3 separate regions of the Mus musculus genome follow, and all the other regions are linked to region 3. The links are chromatin contacts, called in public Hi-C and HiChIP or PLAC-seq maps. All regions are on one chromosome and are shown on one strand. The core of a region is the stretch at or near the end of the contact, and the rest is flanking DNA. Distances in the headings are between cores, read along the strand shown.

Evidence for each region. Hi-C and Micro-C count contacts between places; a contact is called where the count stands out from the background. HiChIP or PLAC-seq counts read pairs in DNA pulled down with a chosen protein or histone mark.
Region 1: a Hi-C map of the 63-12 cell line shows a contact between it and region 3, with 1.8 times the contacts expected there. The contact joins the enhancer-like site here to the promoter of Pdzd8 in region 3. A contact is called at or near these places in 1 of 15 datasets of contacts at CTCF or cohesin (CD8 T cells), 18 of 484 Hi-C or Micro-C datasets (the 63-12 cell line, CD4 T cells, CD8 T cells and 15 more), 10 of 115 datasets of contacts at active chromatin or transcription factors (CD8 T cells, the HPC-7 cell line, the SCID.adh cell line and 5 more) and 3 of 9 other capture datasets (adipose tissue, liver and pancreatic islet).
Region 2: a contact with region 3 is called in an HNF4G HiChIP or PLAC-seq map of pancreatic cancer cells. The contact joins the enhancer-like site here to the promoter of Pdzd8 in region 3. A contact is called at or near these places in 3 of 484 Hi-C or Micro-C datasets (CD4 T cells, the N1E-115 cell line and nephron progenitors), 5 of 115 datasets of contacts at active chromatin or transcription factors (the SCID.adh cell line, embryonic fibroblasts, embryonic stem cells and 1 more) and 3 of 9 other capture datasets (adipose tissue, liver and pancreatic islet).

Annotation. Positions count from the first base shown.
Region 1 is chr19:59,382,727-59,387,092 of GRCm38.p6, forward strand. No RefSeq gene overlaps it. Among named protein-coding and RNA genes, the nearest start is that of Gm33756, 4.6 kb to the right of the region's middle. Within about 2 kb of position 3,070, at least 3 of the 459 cell types and tissues checked have an H3K27ac peak or open chromatin away from gene starts, as enhancers often do. A contact at or near this core is called in the 63-12 cell line and erythroblasts, where this site is marked.
Region 2 is chr19:59,287,777-59,292,220 of GRCm38.p6, forward strand. The region is part of intron 15 of Slc18a2 (solute carrier family 18 (vesicular monoamine), member 2); the gene reads left to right. Among named protein-coding and RNA genes, the nearest start is that of Slc18a2, 29 kb to the left of the region's middle. Within about 2 kb of position 2,180, at least 30 of the 459 cell types and tissues checked have an H3K27ac peak or open chromatin away from gene starts, as enhancers often do. A contact at or near this core is called in the N1E-115 cell line and pancreatic cancer cells, where this site is marked.
Region 3 is chr19:59,344,169-59,348,709 of GRCm38.p6, forward strand. It overlaps Pdzd8 (PDZ domain containing 8), which reads right to left and starts at 1,612. Exons shown (of 5, transcript NM_001033222.3): 1 at 551-1,612. The coding sequence starts at 1,419.

The DNA.
Region 1 (4,366 bases), core at 1,820-4,319, 40 kb after region 3:
ACCACCTAGAGACCAACTGTACAAATATATGAGAGACCTCAGGGGACAGGTCACATTCAAATCATAGTACATTTTCCTGCTCAAAGGTGAGTTGTGAAAGTGATGTTTCTCATTCCAGGAATGCCTTGGTGCTGGCTATATCTGTACAAGTAAGCTCCTCTAGGTAACACCATCTGTTGTGTGCTACAAAACTGTATATAAATGAGTTGACAGGATGACAGGAGGTGGAGACATGAGGACTGACTCAAGTCTGAAGCCAGTCTGGACTACATGGTGATGAGTTCTAGGCCAGTTTAGGCTACAGAGTGAGACAGTTTCAAAAAGTAAAAAGAAAGAAAGTAAAGAAGAAACATTAGGTAGTGACATCACAATGTATCCTTTTTCTTCTTTCTTCTCTAGACACAGCCAGTATTTTTGGCAGCTCTGCTTCAGTATTCCCATGCAGCGTAAGACTGAAAATCCTTTTGCAAGGTTCAAGAAGCACAAGGAGAGAGACCCCTCTTTAACTATCTCCATTTTTTTTTAGAGATGTAGGATAGCCTAGTGGTCAAAGCTACTGGAGCCAGAGTCTATGGCTTTGGGTCTCCGGTCTGCTATCATCTGGGGAGATTTAGGTCACTTCCTTAACCTCACACCTCTTGTGTACAACACAAAGTGGTATGGCCTCATGCTTTCACAGTAGAATTCTTGCCAAAGCCTGAGTGTGGGAGCTGAAGAGATGGCTCAGTATTTAAGAGTGTTTGTGGCACAGTAATGAGGATTGGAGTTCAGATCCCAGCATCCAGGCAACCACCTTGGGTGTCCCACAAATATGTGTGGGCAGAAATGCATCTCTAGCTCCAAGGGAATCTGCCTGTCTTTTGGCCTCTGTGTACTCCTCTACATACATGCATGTATTCATATAGTCACACTCAGAAAGACTGACACACACACACACACACACACACACACGCACACACACGCACACACACACACACACAAATAGATAAAAATCTCTTAAAAATTCTTAGTGTGGGTGGGTTACAGTACAGTCGGAGTGAAGTTTGCTAAGCAGATGGCATGGAGCCCAGTTCTAGTCAATAGTATGTTGGCCTTGCCTTACAGAGAAGGCAGTTGTATAGGTCACTCACATTGGAGCAAACTGGAAGGCTGACATCTGGAGAACTAATTGTCCACTTGTTCTATGTCACCTTCTGCCCCATTTCCTGGCACCTCAGTGAAGAGGGGTCCCCCATTTTTTTCAGGCATCACTGCATTTGACCCCAGTGTCACCCTTGTCATTGCTCCCACAATATACATAGACACACCCGGAAAATGCATAGTGACCTGTGACAAGGAGCACCCCTAAGGTGTTGTAACCCTGCATATTCCAAATCCAGAGGCTACTAGCCATCTTTGGTCTCCTCAACTCCTTCTAGTCTAATTTTTTCTTGCTTGAAGTCAGGGATGGAATTTCAGGATCGAGAAAGGGCAATACCTGGGATCACCCCGTGTCAGCTACAGAAAGCCAATGAATGTGTAAGGGTGTGTCTATCTCGTCCTTCTGTGAGTTTTTGTTTGTTTGGTTTTGTTGTTGTTGTTTTTTTTTTTTTTTTTTTTTTTTTTTTTAGAACTTTTGTTGAGCAGTTAATCTGTATTTACCAGGGGTGGGAAATGGTTCTGGTGAGTAAATTCCCTTCTGTTTGAACATCAAGATCTGACTTTGGATCCCTAACACTGATGCAAAAGCTGAGTGTAAAGCTGTGTGGTGGTGGCACACATCTTTAATCCCAGTACTCGAGATATAGAGGCTGCCTGATCTGAGTTCAAGGCCAGCCTGGTCTATAGAGCCAGTTCCCAGACAGCCAGGGCCACAAAAAGAAGTCCTGTCTCAAAACAAAACAAAACAACCAACCACCATCACCAACAACAGAAATCTAGGTGTGGTTCCCTAGTGCTGAGGGATCAGAAATAGAAGCCTCACCAAAGCCCAGTGGCTATGTAGTGTGGCTAATCAGTGAGTTCTGGGTTCAGGGAGAGGCTCTTCCTCCAAAAATGATAAGCTGATGAACAATAGCAAAGACATTTGTTATCAACCTCAATATGCATTTGCACACATGTGGGTAGTATTCATATGTGTGTGTGTGCGTTTGCACACGTGCGTGTGTATGTATGTGTATATATACATATATGTGTGTGTGCGTGTGTATGTATCCATGCAGATGTATGCACTATAATACACAGAGACAGACAGACACAGACTACAAGCACACACACACACACACACACATGAACCTGGGTACAGGCATACAACCATTTCCTAAATTCCCTTTACAGTTGGATATCAAACAGACTGGGAGGTAGGGAGGCCTGGGGGTGAGCGGTGAACTTGGAGGGGTGTGTGTGTGTGTGTGTGTGTGTGTGTGTGTGTGTGCATATGTGTGCATGGGTGTGTGGTGAGCATGGAGGCAAATGATAACCCACTTGCAACTGAACACATTTTATCTTGTCTCACCATGAAGTTGGAGTTTTCATGAGGAAACCATGTTGAGGTAGAGAGAGTCTCTCCTTTATGAGAGGCCATGTGACTACTCTTGCATGTGGCTAATTTCTTCTCAATTAACCCAGGATAGTAAAACAACCTGTCATAATCGATTCCAAAATCAGATTTTGGAGAAGGACAGTGTCTGACATTTCATCTTTCTTAGGTCTTCCACTTTATTTTCCCTAAGAGTGGAAGGAAGAAGCAGCCTGTGTATATATGAACATGTTTAAAGAAGTCGAAAACCTAGGCTTTGCAAGGATGGTTTAATAGTAGGAATTTAGGCAAAACTAGTGCACTAGGCACTTTTCTTATGTATGACGGAATATCTGACGGAACAACTTAAAGAGGAAAGGTTTGGCTTCACTCACAGCTTCAGAAGCCTCTGCTCACAGCTTCAGAAGTTTTGGGCAGGGCCGGTGTGGCCAAGGTTATGAAATCAGGAGCATGTGACTGGGGCTCCTTGCATCTTGGTGGCAAGCAAGGAGCAGAGAATGTAGTCCAGGACCAGAAAGAGGTACAGCCCTCAGTGCTCCGTCAACTTGTGAGCTACTTCTGCCAGCATGGACCCATCTCCCAAAGATTCTACAACCTCCCCCAAACAGTGCTACCATCTGAGGATAGAGTGTTCAGACACGCGAGCCTGTGCAGTACATTTCAAGCAACCAGTTGGTATCACAAGACTCTTGTCAACTTTGATCAATTAGTGGTAGAAGACTAGAGTGTTGTGTTGAGAAGGATTCTGTGAGCGAGTACAACATCAGAGAGGAAGAGCTGTAATTGATTAGTGATGTCTGTCACAGCCCTCTGTGTGGAAGGGGAGAGTGGCAAAGGCAACCATTCCTGTATAAATTAGACTAAGTTTTCTCTTCATAGTATTTGATAGTTGTGAAAGAAGTTTTAATGAGAATTTTTTTTTATTTAACCATTCTGCCAACTGGGTAGATGCAGTAGGCCTAATATTTTTTCCCGTTAGTAAACTTGTCTGTTATATGTTTAGAGGTACTATACCAGGCTGTGTGAGACTCCCCAGGGATATGACCATCAGTTTCTTTTCCATTCTTACATACTGCTCCTCATGTGAGAAGTGTTCTAGTCTCTCTTCCCTTCAATATGGTTATTCTTAGTGGCTTGCTTAGCCCACAGGATGCACCTGGCATGATACTCAGGAACTTCCAGAAGGTCTTCGCTGGCTTTCAGTTTCTGCCTACATCTCCTCGAAACCTTTGCATCCTAGGAAACAACCTCTCTGGAGAGATCATATGGAGAAGACTTGAGGCTGAAGGAAGGATGCAGCTGATTCCAGCCATGAATCTCTCCCACTGAGGTCCAGCTATATGAGGAACTGTCCTAGACCTTCCTGCCCAGGTCCTTTGCCAGCTGAAACCCCATGGGTCACTGACAAAAGATGGTGTGAAACATTTTGACTCACACAATCATCAGGAGAAAAACCTGCTGTTGGGAATGACTAAGTTTGGAAGGGTTTGCCATGTAGTAATGTTATGTTAAGTAACCAGAACACTGGGTTTTGGTAGGGTTAACTAAGACCTGCTTTTGATCCATGTAGGTCAACGTCTTTTGGGAGTGATGCACACATGAACCAACAAGCCAAAATGCGGTGAAACCAAACATGCCAGATTTAATGGTGACCCAAAGGGCAGGAGATGTCCCCACCTAATAAGGACAGGGAGGCAAACTAGCAGGGGCGAGTCTGTCTTTTGACTTCAATGACTTGGGGCCCATTATATGGGACATAAAAAAAAAGTCATTTCTTTTTAAAGGAACATTTAAAATAGGAGAGGCGGCAACCTTCACCTCAAGCCTACATTAGATTTGCTCCTTCTG
Region 2 (4,444 bases), core at 930-3,429, 56 kb before region 3:
TTCTAGCCTCACTTTATTCAGTGATAGTTGCTGTCTTGGTCCTACAGACATAAAATTCTAGAAATACTTTTAAGGGTCTTTATGAAAGATCATACTTACACCCTGGGGCATGCATGTGAGCAAATGGAACTATTTATTTTCATGATTAGAAGCACAGTCATAGACAAGCTATAACGAATAAAGTGTTTTTTTTTTTTTTGAACAAGTTCAAATTGTTGGCTCTAAATTTGAAGTGAGAGCTGTATGAGACTTGTGCCCTTTCTACGGTGTTTACCTTATTCAACAAAAGAGCTCACTGCTGCTGCTCACAGTCTGTCCTGGTAGCAGTGCCCCAGACTAAAAGATCAGATGCTGATATTGTTCAGTTGAAAGGAAACAGTCTGGACTGGGGCTGAAGGAGAGCTCCTGGGACATGGTAGTCTTGTGTTCAGGGACAGATCTAAGAGCTTCTTTGTTACGTTCTTTTGGAATAGATCAGAAGTGATTTCTGTTGGGTTTTCCCTCTTCCGATAAATGGGGATTGTGTGTGCCAGGCAAAGCGCTCTACTATCATTTCATTTCTAGCCCTCTTTTTACCTTTAAAAATGTTTTCTTTTGAAACAAGTTCTCATTAAGTTGCCCAGGTTGACCTTGAATTTACTCTGTAAGAGACCAGACAGGCCTTGAAGTTAGGATCTTCCTCCTTCGGCCTCAGAAGCAGCTGGCATTACAGGCGTGTGCCACAAGCCCAGCACAATGGTGCTTTCTGAAATTGAACAGGTTTTGACACCTTTATCATTTTTTTTGAACTACTCTTTGGTGGGTTTCCCCTAGAGTGAATTTAAAAACAGAACCAAAATTTGGATTGTATAACTTATGTTTGTCTGAGGCTTTTCACATTCACCTATCCATTTACTGTAATTTAGAAACACATTCGTCTCTGGCCACTGACTTCGTGTGCTGAACTATACAAGATAATGACTAGAGACTTCAGGGTTTCTCATGGCTGGGCTCCTAGGAAAGGAGGCACCTGCCCTTCCTTCTCTGAATTCCTACTTCAGCCTGGTTGTGTGCATCACAGCTGCACTACTGTTTGGTTGACCTGAGTGCATATCCTTCAGAGGCAGATAGAAGACTCAGCACAGCACTGGAAAGCTGTTCTTCTGTGGCCGTATTATCAATAATTTGATTAAGGCTGAATGAAGGTTATTCACAAACCTTTTTGACTAAAGAAATTGAATTACCAGTAAATGTTTCTGTCACCCAGGAGATCATTATAAACTCTTAGGGATGGTGAAGGTCTGGCATGGGCCTGGGGCCAGCTACATTGTCTCCCCACAGAGGACTATGCAATTCTCAGTTTTCTTCATTGCACTGGGAAATGATAATACTGCACAATACTGTGAGAGATAAAAGAGAGTCCAGGCAGTCACCCAGTGAGTTAGTCACCTACACATCCTTCCTGCTTTATCTAAAATACTGGACTATTCTGTCTACCCAGCAGCTCTCAAGCATTTAAGGCAAGAGATTACTTTTGCTAACAAGTCTCTGCTGGGTGGGCATTGCTGATGTTAGTGGCTGTTGTGTTATCTATCTTCTGGTTGGCAGCATCAGGTAGTAGAGGAAATGAAAGAAGTCAGAGACTAGCTGAGAAGATAGATGGTGGAGAGGGGAAGCCATCTAGTCAGCTGCCACAGTGTTTTAAAAGATGAGATGATGGTAGAAAAACCAGTCTTTCTTCTTCATGTAAGCCATTGCTTTAGTTCATTAAAAACAAAACAAAAACAAATAAACAAAATAATGAAGGAAGTGGAGGAAATGACCCTGGAAGGCAAAGAATGACAGGTTTTCAGAAAGCCGCTTCACTATAAAATGTCACAATCCTTAAACAGTGCCTGTTGAGATAAATTAGTAAATCTTGAGATGTGCATTTCTCTGCCTATCATTGGATGCCCATAATTGGAGAAATGCCATTTAGCTGGCACAGTGGTAACATCGGAGGTGGCACTCAGCAGCTGATGCCTGTTTATTGTGCAAGCAGAACGGAGATGTGGGTGAAGCCGATAGTCTCTAATGATAAAGGTGCGTTTGGCAGGATGTGTGCCGTAAGGAAGGATCAGCACACACCCGGGAAACCCCACAACATGCAAGTGCTGAGGTGGGGCTTAATCAGCCCTCATACACAGGAGACATGAGGGACAGCAAAGAATTCTTTCATTGAGTCATTCCTGGTGACAGGGTTCTCATGCTGCTGTGTAAAGGAGAGTGGCCTATGTTTTCTGGAGTATGAGTCACAGCTGGTAGTGAACTGCTGGTGACCTGTGCAATAAGTCATGGCTGCCTGTGAACTGCGTGTGAGCACTACAGCTTTCCTTCCAGTCAGGTTTCTTTTTAAAATAATGTTACTGAGAGAGGCAAAGGAAACATTTTTAGTGGAAGGCATATCGACACTACCATTTGAGGAGCAATGCTCCCTAAAACAATGACATAGCTAGCACCCTGGCCTCTCAAAACTCCCAGGTGAGAACACAAGAATTCTAAGATAGGTTTTGCTTTTTAAAGGTTTAAATAATTAATTTTTTTTTAAAGCTAGGGCATGCCTTTTGGTCTTATTCTTTAAGTTTCTGTTGCCAAGGAAGGAAAGGAGGTGATCTGTGGATAGCAGACTCCTGTAAATGTGGCTATATAAAGTCCTTCTAGCTTAGACTCCAGTTCAGTGATAAGTCAATAGAAAAAAGTACTTGCCACAGGAGGATGCATGTTCAGATGCCCAGCACCCATGTAAAGGTCAAGCAGGTGTGGCTCTCCACCTATAATCTCAGCAAGGAAGGAAGAGACAGAGGATTCCTGCAGTAAGCTGGCTGGCTATACTAGCCAAATTGGTAAGCTCTGGATTCAAGGGAGACCCTTCCTCAATATATAAAGTATTGGTCAACCTCTGGCCTGCACATGTACACACACACACACACACACACACACACACACACACACACACACATACACGTGCATGTATACCACGTCATCACACATAAAATACAATACAAAGGACTCTTATTCTTGGGTGCCATGGACTGGGTAAAGATGGAGCAGCTATTAACAGATGTGTATGCATGAGGTGTACATTATAATCTACTTGTAGACACGTGTCCCTTTTCTGGGTAATTACATAGTGGGTTGCTGGGTTTGTTTTTTTTTTTTTTCTAGTTATGTTAAAAAGAGCAGAGCTTTTCTACTAGGACGCATGTCTTCTCACATTTGAGATTGTTGAGCCTACTAAGAGCATTTACTGTCTCACTAACCCAGCACTGAATTTTTTTTTTTTTTTCCTTTTCGATGTCATTTGATCTGGCGTTTTACTACCCTGGAGACCCCAGGTTTGTTCTGTGTATGGTGATGGGAACTAGGTATTTAGCAGGGGACTGGCTTTGACTTTGGTGCCAGTTGCTCCTCTATCCAGGCCTGCTCTACAGCCCTACATAGAGTGCTAGCATAAATTCCCTGCCTGCTACGTGGGCCATTGAATACTTCCATGCACGTGCCTTACCTGCTCAGTGCTGTGTGCCTCTCTTTTCAAGGCACACCATCTGACCTACTTAACCATTTATAACTTTTTTTTTTTTTGGTAAGTAAAACTACCACCCAGTAAAGCTTTTGGGAGATCCCTGCAAGGCAAAGTTTCTTTACCCATTATGCTATCTCCCTAATCCCCGTGTAGCTTTTAAAGACAGGGTCTCACTCTAGATTGCTGGACTCAAACTCTGAGACGTATCTGCCTTTCCATCCTGAGTGCTAACATGAAAGGTGTGCCCTATCACACACAACAATTCTCAGAACAGTTTTTATCTAGTCCACATTCTATGTCCAGTCCAGCAGTTAAGATTAGCTATAGAAGTGTAATAGTGGAAGAATGGAGAGATGCCCTTCAAAGTGGCCGTGCTGCCTGTGGGCCAAGTTCAGGTCAAGGATCATGCCTTTTCCTGGTTTTGGTGGTGCTTTCCAACTGCTGTCTCTATTGCCTCCTAACATGAACTCTGGTAGCTGTTAGTCTAGTGTGTTTTACCTACTGCTCTCCATAATCTATGATTTGCCTATTCAAACCTGTCTTCAAACTGTCCCATCTTTCAGGGTTCACCTAAAGCTCTCATTTTATCTGTAGACTTTTGCTAACCCTCAACCTCAACTGAGTCTTCCACCTGTGGCCCTGAGGGGACATGACCATACCTTTGGAGTATGTCAGCTGATGGCTGCTATAATCTTAATATATTGTAACTAAGGCAGTGTTTCTGGAAGTTGTTGATAGCACTGTTGCTGTGAAGGTAGTTACCTGGGATTTCATTTTTAATCAGCTCTACTCTACCCCCAGCCCATCTCCCCAGTGTTCTCTGGGCACATTTCCTTAAGAATCACTAATCTGGGGAGATTACCTTTCTGCTTCAATGGCTAAATCTTTGTATAACGCAGGGAG
Region 3 (4,541 bases), core at 362-2,861:
GTAGACACCTGAGAAGTCTGGGTCTGTTTGTGGTGAGGAGCCTACTTCCCAAGGGCAGATGACAGTTACCCCAAATTCACAGAGAAGACCACCTGGCACCGGACTCAACTCCTCCAAATCACATCCCTCTACAACAACCCGTGCCTCTGCCCGGAGAGCTGCCAAGGCCCGTGCCACACAGAAACACCCGGGATGTGAGCACGCCCTTCAGGTCTGCAATGTGCCCAGGAACAACTTTTCCACGTGGTGCAGGAGATGCTGCAAAGGCAGACACAGCCGCTGCCTTCCGGTTGCAACAACCACACACAAGTGTGTCTCAACAGACCCAGGAGAGGCACTCACTGACTGGCCAGGGACAAGGCGCTCAGGCCTCCAGCTCCCTGTGCTGCCTTGGCAGCACGGGAAGTGCCCACTACCCGCCTTTCTTTGCTTGGGGGCCTCAGTCCAGGTGGAAGCAAACTGCAGGCCAGGGTCGTGCTGGGAATCTGCCTTGGCCCTTCCCTGGCTAACCTCCCCCGGGTAGCCTCGGCTCCCCTGACCCTCCTCTCACCTGATCTTGTAACTGGGCAGGGTGTGCTTGCGCTTGATGATCTTCTTGAGCTGGTTGACGATGATGGAGGTGAGCTGGGGCATGGGCCGCCCCTCGAACTGGGAGCGCACCTCGAAGTCAATCAGCGGGTCCTCCACGAAGGAGAAGAACCAGTGGGTGAAGGGCACGCGGGTGAGGACGAAGCGCAGCCTCCCCACCACGCGAGACAGCTTCACGAACAGGTAGGCGGACTTGCCAAACACCAGGTCCACGTCGATGGCCAGGTGGAAACCGCCGTTGTACTCCACCTCCGCTTCAAAGGCCAGCTCCTCCGGGCAGGTGGCGGGCAGCGCGTCCCCGTCGGGGTCGTCGGGCTCGCCGGTGCCCGAGGCCACCACGGGCCGCACCAGCCGGATGGTCTTGATGAAGGGCACCGTGTCGCCCAGGAACACGTCGCGCAGACTCAGCCCCTCCAGCAGGCGGCCGGCCGTCTTGGTCTGCAGCAGCTCCTCGAACTCCACCTTGATCTTCTTGGTGACCCAGCGGCGGGCGAGCGCGGTGTCCCGCAGCTCCCGGAACAGGAACAGGATGGTGGCGTTGAGGAAGTAGCAGGTCTCCAGCGTCGGCGGGGCCGGGCTGTCGGGGGTCGGGGTCGAGCTGGCGCCGGCCTCGGAGGAGCAAGCAGCGAGCTCCTCGGCGCCGCCGCCATAAAGGTACTCCCTGAGGGGCAGGCCCGGCACCGGCTTAAGGTAGCGGAAGCCGTCGCCCGCGCGGGCCGCTTCGTCCGCCCGCGGCTCGGGCTGTCTGCGGTAGAGTAGCAGGAACTGTGCGAGCAGCGTGAGGAACGAGCCCAGCACGGCCGACGCCAGGATCAGGAGCAGCAGCCCCATCCCGCCGCCCCCGCCGCAACCCTCGGCCTGCTCCCGCGCTCTCCGCGCCGCCCTCCTCCTCACGCCGTCGCCCCCGCCGCCTCCATCTTGAGGACATCGGTCGCGGATGAGCGGCTCCCTGGGCCCGAACCGAGCGTCCGCAGTCCGACGCTGCCTGGCGGCGCCTTAGCCCGCCGCGGCCCCGCGCCTCCTCAGACGCTCCCCCGGGGGCGGCCCGAGCGGCGGACCGGCGGCGGGCGAGGGCGGGAACGGCGCCTCCCCACAGAGCCTGCGCTCATTGGGCGAGCGGCGCGTGACGTCAGAGCGTGCGCGCCCCCGGCGCCGGGCGCCCCGGCGCGCTTGGACGCGGGTCCTTTCCCACCTCTCGGCGCGCTTCCAGCGCCGCTCCCCCCACGCCCCTGCATTCCTGCCGCCGGCGGCGCGGCGATCCGTGCGTCCGTCGTCTCCGGAGGGCGCGAGATAACGGAAGGAGACCTGGATAAGTCGGGCTGACGGGGCCCGGCGCGGCCGTCCGTTATTCCGCGCCCATCCCCCGCGGCGGCCGTGGGTCCTGCCGGATACCTCTGTGGCGACCGCCCAGCATCCCTCAGTGTGTTGCTGCCTCCCCTGCAGGGCAGCGCCGCAGAGAGCCTGAGCACAGGCGGTTGGGACACTGCCCGAGCCGGCCAGAGGACAGACTGCATCAGGGATTGCCATCGCTAGCCCGCACAGACCGGCAGACCTGCATCCGCAGAGAATGGGCCCCGAGAAGGGACCAAGCGGAACCGCGAGAAGGGGACTAACTTTCCTACCTTGGGGATTTCAATTTAAGTGAGAAAGAAGTTTATTTGAGGTCTGGGAGGAGTGGGTGAGCTGAGTGAATTTGCCAGCATATTGGAAGGTGTCTTAGCGACTCCATTCAGATTGTTCACGCCCCCCTCCTCCCTTCTTTCCTCTCTGAGGGCATTATCCGGAGTCCATCCCTCAGGCCATTACTTTTAGTGCCTACCAATTTCACAGAATAACCCGTGGTACCCGTGGCATAGTAAAGAAATTGCTTAGGGGTCACATCGTGGGATCCTAAGTCCTTGGTTTCTACTTGGCATAATAACACGGAGGATGCTGGAGGTTTTTTTTGGGGGGGGGGGTTGTTTGTTTGTTTGTTTTTCGAGACAGGGTTTCTCTGTGTAGCCCTGGCTGTCCTGGAATTCACTGTGTAGACCATGCTGGCCTCGAACTCAGAAATCCACCTGCCTCTGCCTCCCAAGTGCTGAGATTAAAGGCGTATGCCGCCACCGCTCAGCTTAGCTTTTTGGTTTTGAAAATAAAAAATAATAAAAATTTAAAAAGCCGATCAGGGATCAGGTCCCAGTTGCTCCATAAAGGAGAGTTGGAGATGCAGAGACTGGGAAAAGTGGAAGATTTTGCAGAGGGTACCAATAGAGCCAGAAGCCTTTGTGTTCCCTGGCAACGGTGTTTCCTCTGGTGCTTTCTGACTACTCAGTTGTTACATCACAGTTTTTATCTGTCCTCACCGACACAACTTGTCTAGTCCTAGGGAGGTCAGGTATTCCGCTACTAAAACCCTCGTGGATTCAGGCTGGCTCTTGAGACATCAGTACAGGGATCCTTTCTAGTCTTGACTGGGTGATTGGAGCCTTAAACCAGAGTTCTGACCCAGCTGAGCCAAGTATAGAACTTTGGAAGCAAATTGATAATGTAATGAAATCTTATCAACCAGATTGACTGAGAAACACCTAGGGAGGCCTAAATGTGTGTCTGGGAGTGTCTTTGAGGGCATTTGCCCAAATGATTTAGGGCCTGAGGACTGGCTTAAGGAATGGATGTTTTATGGGTTCATAATATGATGATGGCATTATTGGAAGGTTGTGAAAGCAGGGAGGGAGGACCTGGCTGGAAGAAGCGGGTCAGTAGGGCAGTGTCCTTGGGGATAGGTCCCAGCCTCTTCCTACACTCTTCTGGATTTCTGTTGGTTGGGAGGGATTGAGCTTACCTCTGCTTTGCCACGCCCTCCCTGACTTGATGGATTGACACCTCTGAAACCATAAGCTAAAAATCAATCCTCCTTTTAGTTTGCTTATATCTGGTCTTTGTCACAAACTTAGAAAAATAATACAGTAGCAAAACTCAGGGCAAAGCAGAAACAAGTTTAGAATGTGTGGTAAGAAATGATACATTGAATCATTTTGTGAACTGTGAAGATAAAATCCAACATACACCTATAACAAATGAGCAGAACAGAGTCCCTGCCCTCGGGTATGCCAGGCCCAGGCAGACAGTCACACAGGTAACTAGAGATAAGAAAGACACTGCTCTAGCAGAGGCATACTGGAGATGCTACAGTAACAGAGTCTTCTAGTTCAGGGGCAGAGAGCAGAAACTGCCTGTGGCTAACATCACTGCCATGTGATTCCTGGTAATGACAGTGGACTATCTCTCTGATCTCAGCTGCAAGATGTTCCTTTCAGGCTTGCATAGAACCCTAGGCTGAGAGGATTATTTCTGCCTCATCTACCATTGTACTTACCTTGCTATCTTGTCAACTGTACACGTCTGCTCTTAGTTTCTATGCCTCCCCCTCCTCCAACCCCTGGACTCAGACAAAGAGCTTAGACAGCATCAGCTCTGGACCCAAATCTACAGAGCCCTACATCTGTGGCCCTCTAGCTCAATCTTAGATGTTAGAAGGCAACCCTTGATTGGCCACACTAAATCAATCATTTGTGCCCCTGGGCTTGCCAATGCAGAGTAAAGCAACTTCTCTCATGAGGGATTAAGAAAATAATGGTTTGCAGGGTGTAATGGCTGAACCTTTAATCTCAACACTCAGGAGGCAGAGTCAGGAAGAGCTCTGTGAGTTCAAGGCTATCCTATTCTACAAATTGAGTTCCAGAACATCCATGCTCTGTTACACAAAGAAACCCTGTCTCAACCCACCCACCCCAAAAGAAAAGGAAAACAATGAGCCATTGTAGTTTGATAGGAAATGAAAAATGGATCCTCTCTCAGGAATATGGGGGCTCTGGGGCAAATAGAATTCTTTTGGTACTTGAAGGAGCTTTCTTATCAGAAAGAAGCAAAAACTCCCATGTTGAAAATGCAGTGTAATTTAGGGAAATTGT